2 separate regions of the Danio rerio genome follow, and region 1 is linked to region 2. Evidence: chromatin contacts called from public HiCAR-type data. All regions are on one chromosome and are shown on one strand. The core of a region is the stretch at or near the end of the contact, and the rest is flanking DNA. Distances in the headings are between cores, read along the strand shown. Region 1 overlaps gse1b (Gse1 coiled-coil protein b). Region 2 overlaps gse1b (Gse1 coiled-coil protein b).

Evidence for each region. HiCAR-type assays count read pairs that join an accessible place to other places.
Region 1: a HiCAR-type map of caudal fin shows a contact between it and region 2, with 4 times the contacts expected there. The contact joins two enhancer-like sites. A contact is called at or near these places in 2 of 18 Hi-C or Micro-C datasets (both in embryo) and 1 of 4 datasets of contacts at active chromatin or transcription factors (caudal fin).

Annotation. Positions count from the first base shown.
Region 1 is chr18:31,985,554-31,989,953 of GRCz12tu, reverse strand. All of the region lies in intron 2 of gse1b (Gse1 coiled-coil protein b), which reads right to left. Among named protein-coding and RNA genes, the nearest start is that of gins2, 67 kb to the left of the region's middle. Within about 2 kb of position 1,488, at least 38 of the 62 cell types and tissues checked have an H3K27ac peak or open chromatin away from gene starts, as enhancers often do. A contact at or near this core is called in caudal fin, where this site is marked.
Region 2 is chr18:31,762,594-31,766,723 of GRCz12tu, reverse strand. All of the region lies in intron 1 of gse1b (Gse1 coiled-coil protein b), which reads right to left. Among named protein-coding and RNA genes, the nearest start is that of gse1b, 52 kb to the right of the region's middle. Within about 2 kb of position 2,518, at least 36 of the 62 cell types and tissues checked have an H3K27ac peak or open chromatin away from gene starts, as enhancers often do. A contact at or near this core is called in caudal fin, where this site is marked.

The DNA.
Region 1 (4,400 bases), core at 239-2,738, 220 kb before region 2:
TGCATATTTGTCACATTTTAAGCACTATTTTTAGCTAAACTAGCTTGCTGAATGGTCATCATAACCACACTTTTGTAATACCAAAAATATTTCCTAAAGACTTTGAATAGAGAAATGTGAAATAATACTTTTAATGCATTTTTAAAATACATTTTATTACATCATATGTCATTAGAAAAATAGAAATTTGTTTTAAATTTTTTTAATAAAAAAAATATAAATTGGGCAAATAACAAACTGGCCAGCACATTCAACTTTCCTCAGTTACAATTTGGCCATTTTAATAAAAAATAAATTAAAACATCATAATAATGATAATGATAATGATAATAATAATAATAATAATAATAATAATAATAATAATAATAATAATAATAATGTAGAGCTTCACATTTTTCTAGCCTTTCATTTCAAAATTCATGGATAACAAAATAGCCAAAGCAGTATTCTTTACACTTTCAATATGGTCTGCTTTTGGTGCTTCACACCTTTTCATTGCTCATTTTTTGTTTTTAAGAGTAAGGTCTAAGATTTGGAAAAAAAAGTTAGATGTATAATGTTTTCTGGTAAAACACAATACGGTAGGGAATGATGTTTTCTCTTACGTCAGATTGTATGAAAATATTTGTTAGCATTGGCCAAATCTGATTAGTTGAAGGTACACCGAAGCAACAGCCAACAGAGGATTCCACTTAGTCTTGAAGCCTTTTTCGATGGGTAAATGTCACGATTTATGATGGCACTGCAGTTAAAATAGGACAAATGAGTTCATGTATGGGACAAATTCTAGACTTTTGTCAGAGAGGGGAAAGTCTTTCCCACCACCCGAACCCCCCTGGCTACAGGCCTGTCTATACAATAAAATATGCTCCCTACCAGTTAGTTTGAGTTATAAATTGGTCTTTGGAAGTGTGGAGACCTCTATTATCAGTAAACTGGCAACTGTCTGAACTTTAAATTTGCCTCCTGGCCTTCAAAAGGTAATACTAATCTCTATCCATGAGGTAAAAGCTGGGATTCCTAAGCATGTTACTGTGGTTCGTTTGCCAGTGAACCCAGATTCCTGCTGATATATGACCATGATGTGCTGTTGCCCAGCAGAGGGAGCTACCATCTGCAATAAGATTGGAACTACTGCATTCATCACATATATTCAGAAGCTCTACAGTAGCAAATGCGATAAAAACAAAGAAATCAGCATCTCCACCTTTGTATGCTTTCCTTGTGCCGTGTCTGTTGTGATTTCAAACTACGAGTGAGAATAGACGAAAGTCAGTGTTTACTAATCTAGATTAATCTGCTGATCTGCTGTAACAGTAGAGCTGCTGCCCTTTTGGCACAATCGCAAGCCACAATATAACAAAACACACAGGGACTCCAATGAACAGCCCACTTCTGACCTGACCATGCGTAAACACACACAATAATCCCAGTGGCTCCACTGTGCTGCGGCCTACTGCTGAGATAAGAGGTGTGCTGCCCTGGAGAGCGTTTAATCTTTAACCAGCAACAGATTTGCCTATCAGCTCATTAAAGCGGTCCAGATCTGCAGGACAGAGCTATCTGCTGTCATTCATCTGGAATTACCCCGCGTGTGTGTGCGTGACTCAATCTAACATGGCCCTCGGGGAGAGTGTGTGAGGATATATACACACACAGACATACAAACACATGCTTGACCCAGAATGACTGGTTTTATCACTACAGTCTGAATAAATGAGAATGCACACAGCAAAAAGGAAACTACAGTCCGCACAAAAACAAACACAACACTCCCCTTTCACGGAACACTATCTGGAAGTGCTTGCAGACTCATCTTTATGACAAGCACACGGCAGCTTGCTCATACTCACCCACACATATTTCACCACATTAAATCACCTCGTAATTTCACATCATTCACCCTTATTTAGAAAAAATGCAAGTGAAGGGTTTTGTTCAGGCCTTGGGCATCTTGTAACATGAGTATGGTCTCCAAATAGTCCATTTACATATTTTGTCATGTTGTGTTAATTCTGGGAACTGTAAATTGCATTAGATCTTATTAATTATCAAATGACACCTCTGAACTCTTGTTTCTTTGGTTTTAAAGTTGTTTTTAATAAGATTGCCATTTTTCTTAATGCCAGTAGCATGGCAATGTTTTACCAATAATTGAAGGGTATTGCACTTTTGATAAAACACAGCACTCTTCACTGTCACTCTTTAATGAGCCAGCCAATCACAGAGAGGATAAGGATGATGGGACAAATACCAGTAGTACAGTATCATAATAGGCGAAGCATTTGATCTTAAAGGTGCTATATGTAAGTGTTTGACTCTTCTAAAGCATAAAAATACCATAAAATGTTTGCATATACTTAAGAGACACGCCGAGTGAACATTCTTGTTTATCTGAAAAACAATGCTGAAGTCAGTTATTCTGCTTTGAAAATGGGCATTCTGTGCAGGTTCTTTTAACCCGCTCAATGCCAGTTTAGCCAATTATATTTCAGCATCCCGGGTTGCCTTGTTGGAAAAATGCATATTTCTCTTAAAGCATGTGTCTGTGACCAAAATGTGAGCTCTGGAGGATGGTAGCAAACTCCGAAACGAGACGCAGATTCAGAGTTGCACATGAGGTTATAAATTAACAAATAATATAAATATTATGAATGTAAACATAAGGTGAGCAGGTTACATTGTAACACCGTGTCATAACAACACGCTACGTGATATGATTGGCAGTGATAAGCAATTTGGCTGTTTGCACCAGACGAAACACATTAAAAATACAGCCTCACAAAATGGTAAGGTTTATAATCTAATAATACAAATTAAACCTCTTTAATAGCTGATATGGGTTGGTTTTGAGTCACAGTTCTAAAGGTCAATTCTAATAAGTTTATTTTATTTTCAAGATCTGAGGTGAACTATCTGCTGCTGCTTTCTGTAGTATAGCAATAAATGTCATGTAAAATGCCATTCAAACTCATATTGTTAGCATTTAACACTGAATAAAGCACATGAGGTGTACCTGATGTCATCATTGTCAGTTTTCTGTCGTTCAGCTGCAAGAAATAGAAGCTGTTTCCAATATATAAATTCCAGGTGTTGGTTGAACTCCTGGTAATATGGAGAATATTCCTTCTATCAGGTGCCGTTGCTTGTATTTAAAACACGATTCAAATCAGCCTTTAGGTTCGATTGTTAGACTACCTCCTTGGTCCTCAACTTGGCAAGTAGAACTTGCATTTGTTTTTATCCAGGAATGCAAAGTTGCATGTTTTCAAATATGTACAGCTAGGCTTTTCCAAAAAGTGCTAACATTTTCAGCTAGCTAAAAGTGTGGTGGACACATGACCTAAGAGATTTAAGCTTAAATGAGACCTTTTATGTAAAAATCACTTTTATAAGGGTTGAACACAAACACAGTTGTGTGGCAAGTGTTTGTGAATATACCCAGCCTCTAATGGTGAAAATATATTAATTCTATTTTTTATAATCACACTGGATAAAAACAATCAGGACAACACTTTGATTAACATTCTTCCTTTGTGCGTGTCATCGGAGGCGGAAATTCCCATTCATTAGTGACAATCTTTCTGTCTCATTAGCATAAACATCCCTGAGTGTGAAGCAGCCATCCATTCTTTGTGTTTTCAAATAATTCCTGTCGAAGATCATTTTTAAAAGAAGACTGGGAGCTTAAAATTAAATATAAAGTGACAGTCCTAAAAACGGCAAAATTTGACTCAAGTAGGCAGTTTCAAAGAGTTAAAAAACAGTATTTGTGGGGTATTTTGAGCTGAAACTTCACATAAACACTCTAGGGACATTAGAGACTTATTTTACATTTTGTAAAAAGGATCATAATAGGTCTCCTTTAATGTGACAGTTCTTTAAAGTCACGTGTGCTTTCTACACTGCTAAAACTGCTGGATAGAGAAATACATGAGCGACTTCAGCTTTACACGCACACACACTTACACACATGCGCGCACACACACACACACACACACACACACACACACACACACACACACACACCATATGACATTCAGCTGATCTGGCAGCTGGCTGTGGCACTTCCAGGTGGTTCATAATGAAGCCTTTCTCCTGTGTGTGTGTGTGTGTGTGTGTGTGTCATGCGCAGAGACTATTGAAGACAGCACTAGCAGAACAACAGTGTGTGAGCACTGTGGGGAGTGAAGAATGCTGCCTTTTTATGTATTGTGTTGGTGTGGAGGATTTTGGGCCACCTCTGTTGCAGCCCCTAAGGGTTTCCTGTCAGCTGAGGACAGTCGACCAGTGTGGCGATTATGGGGACTGAGCTGTAAGTGATACTGTGACGTTAAACTGCCCTGCTGCTTCACCCCACCACACGACACTCAAGAACCTCCGACACACTTACACACTGT
Region 2 (4,130 bases), core at 1,269-3,768:
AAACATGTTACGCTGATCTTCATGTCACTCCATCCTTACAGGAAACCTGGAAACTATAACCTATATATATATATATATATATATGTTACATATATTACATATATATATATTACATATATATATATATATATATATATATATATATATATATATATATATATATATATATATATATATATATATATATATATATATATATATATATATATGTAAAAAGATAAAATAGATAGAAATACAGGTAATTAAAATATAACATAAAAATCTATATGAATTGTGAGAAACAGACACGGCTAGCGTATAATTGCTATTCGTATATATAGCATCCATATGATGGATGTAACTCGAAATGTAGAATTTGAACCTCTTCTCTTCTTTGCTGCTTGGTGTGACGGCTCTCTGTCTCACGATTCGATTAAAGTCATTCATGATAAGCCGAGGAAACTTTTAGAAACAGCGAATGTTATCTATCATCATCACCTGCGCTATCCTCTTAGTGAACGCTGTGATACACTGGAAGTTGTCCTGCGGTCTAACCGCAAATGCGGAAGAGATCGTGCATAGAGTCAATTAGGGTAACTAGGCAGGTTAGGGTAATTAGGCAAGGTAATGTAGAATGATGGATTGTTGTGTAGACAAAACAAACAAAAATAAATAATATATATAAAAAATAACTGTAAATAAACAGAGAATTTACTGGTAGTTTATTAGATGGTTTTTGTGCCATGGTATGCACCAACCAGTGGTAAAAAGAGTACCGAAAAATCATACACAAATAAAAGTACCATTACTTACCTAAAACTGTAGTGCAAGTAGAGTAAAAGCATCTGTTGTAAATTTTACTCAAAGTATGAGTAAAATGTAGTCCTTTCAATAGTGCTCAAAAGTTGTTAATAAGTATTATGCTGTAATAGGCTGATGCATTTACATGTAATCTGTGCGTGTCTAAACGTAACATTCTGTAGTGCAGTTAGTTATTGCCCAGCAGGCACACAACATCATAAGACATAAATATTAGGTTAGATTAAAGTTGTGATGTCAACTGACCAAAATTCAATGTCTAGTCAGTGTCTTAAGAATAACGTTTTTTGATGTCCAATGACAACGTCAAATGAAGCTGATATTTGGTTGATTTTAGGTTGTTAGAAAGTGACCAAAATCCAACGTCAAGCCAACATCTTAAACCAACATCATATTGATGTCAAATACTGACATTTATTTGTCAAGTGTGGCAACCAAAACCCAACATCTGATTGACGTTATAGTGGTAACTTCCACACAATGTCAATCTGTAACATCAAACGTTGATATTTGGTTGATTTTAGGTTGGGCGTTGGACCTTGACGTCAGCCTCATGTTAAGTTCTGACGTCAACATTATTTTCATTTCCAAACAAAATGCAATGTTCCCACAGCGGTAGGGAACAATGTCAATCTGACATCATGTTGAGCTCCTGTGCCTGCTGGGTGTTTAAGGCCATTTCGGTCATCATACAGTAAACTTCTGTCATCTTCTCATCAGTGACATGCATCTACACCAGGGGTGTCCACACACGGTCCTGGAGGGCTGGTGTCCTGCAAAGTTTAGTTCCCACCCTAATCAGACACAACGGGACTAGCTAACCAAGTCCTTACTAGGTTTTCTAGAAACATCTTTGCAGGTGTGTTAAGGCAAGTTAGAACTAAAATCTGCAGGACACCGGCCCTCAAGTACCAAGTTTAGACACCCCTGTTCTACACAGTCTCTGGGTCAATGCGTGTAAAGAATTTGGACATCTCCTGGAAACTTTTAATGCTTCCAAACAGTTTGTTGCAATTATAAAGCACACATGTCCTGAGGTAGTTAATTATGATGCGATTTACATTCTATGTGCGATTCGATTGGGCAGGAATGACAGGACTGATTTTTCTAATCCCCGTAGACAAGAAAAAATAAAAGTAGTGACTGCAGGTTGAAAGAAAAACATGGAAAATAATTTCCAGATATTTTTACAGTGTACAGTACCTGCCCACTTAATAATAACAGCATTTATGGAATGACACACGGATTTAAATAAACTTCCATAAACTTATCACAAGTGTGCCGAAACAGTAAAATACCATCTGTATATAAAGTTTAAAAACAAATATCTTGTTCCTGTAGTCGACACACCACCTACAGTTTTTTGGCTGAACACCAACGCAAACCTATAAACTACACCCCTATTAAAGAGACAGAATTAGTAGCATAAAGATACACAAACTACACTGATGCTGCACATATATCAGAAAACTACTTCTACTTGAAATCAAACGTGTATGAAGGATGCACACAGAATGCACCAGCTACCATCAAACACTACCTTTTTCATGACGGTACAGAGAACAGGAGGGAAGTGTGTGAGTGAACAGCACATTGGAGAGGGGCTCAAATCCTGACAAGGTCTTAAAATCAGTGCTGCCGCCACAGTGACGCTGCTCAAGCCGAGGGCAGGGGGTTGTGGGTAGTGAGAGCGTGTGTGGTGAGGAGAGCTTGAGTCACAGCATGCTAATCAGAGCCATGTGTGGCTTTACTCAGAACAGCTGCCACACACACACACACACACACACACACACACACACAGAGAGACAGCTTCACATGAGGCCAAGGGAATCTTTAAATATGATGTGTACTTGTTCAATACTTATAAATGAAAAACAGGGATTTTGACCTGCAGACACACACACACACACACACAGTGGAGTTTTAAGGGCGTCAGTTCAGCTCTTTGTAGTGACACACTGGAAGTGAAGGAATGTGAGGAATCCTCGGGAGTTCACAGATCCATTCAACAATAGTAACACACTGTTTTTCAGTCATGGGGAATTTCCATTTGCTATTGTTTATGGTCTTTGAATATATATATATATATATATATATATATATATATATATATATATATATATATATATATATATATATATATATATATGTGTGTGTGTGTGTGTGTGTGTGTGTGTGTGTGTGTGTGTGTGTGTGTGTGTGTGTGTGTGTGTGTGTGTGTGTGTGTGTGTGTGTGTGTGTGTGTGTGTGTGTGTGTGTGTGTGTGTGTGTGAACTGGGCCCCTATTTATTGCTTATTATTTTCTAATCTTTAGATGTCTAAAGTAGCTGAATTCCACATTTTACAATCATTGAGCTATAGTTTGATAACACACACAGAATTGCTGTACAGTGGTATCTCAGTTATTGAATGCTGTACATCTGGTTCAGTTTTGAATTGAGTCACTGTTAAAGATCTTATCTGTAGCATAAAATCAAAATCAGTTAGATAGCAGCACAAATCACTTTAAGAATGTGATGATATTTTGTGTCTGCTTAATTATTTGTTTGGAAAGAAAATTTGTGGTAACCAGGATGAACAACGTTCAGCTGTTCATTATCCACTTTGCTTTGTATGATTATGAGTGAAACCATCTTCAAAACATTTAACACCAACAATAGATAAGTAAGAGCTAGAAATGCTTGGCAGTGCCCAGAATGTTCTAAAATGAGTCTAAATATAAAATAAATTAAAATTTTTATTTATTTTAAAAATCTAGCTTATTGACGATAAAACTTTAATCGCTTTTACACCACACTTTGGTTCGGTATGATTTACTTTTTGGCCTTTTCCACTGTGTTGTATTTATAGTACCTGATACTTTTGTAATACCAACTTGAGTGAGGTTCCAAAGCCACTCCATTACCAACTATGACTTATACATACTGCTGATCGCCGATTAGTCCAAAAGAATCATCACTATCCGTGCCAATGCGAAGCTCATTGGATTTGCAACATGAGACACCAAACCTGCAGTATTTCAATAGTCAGCAGCATCCACAATTGTATTGTTGGTTTGATTGACAAAACCACCAGAAGAAAAACACCTAAATGTCAGCATTGTTGTCGGTAGAAGAGGTCCAGATGTTCATCTCGTTGGCAGCCAAGGAATGGATGAGATGACCCGAAATGAAAATGATGTCATGGTAGTAGAAGCAGTGCAACTACAGTGGAAATGCCACCGACTTTAAGCTGTCCAAACTCTGAAGTCCAGTGGAACTGCAAATCGAGCTAAGCAAAGCCAAACTGTAAGCAAAGCTGTACTGTACGACACAGTGTAAAAGCAGCTATTG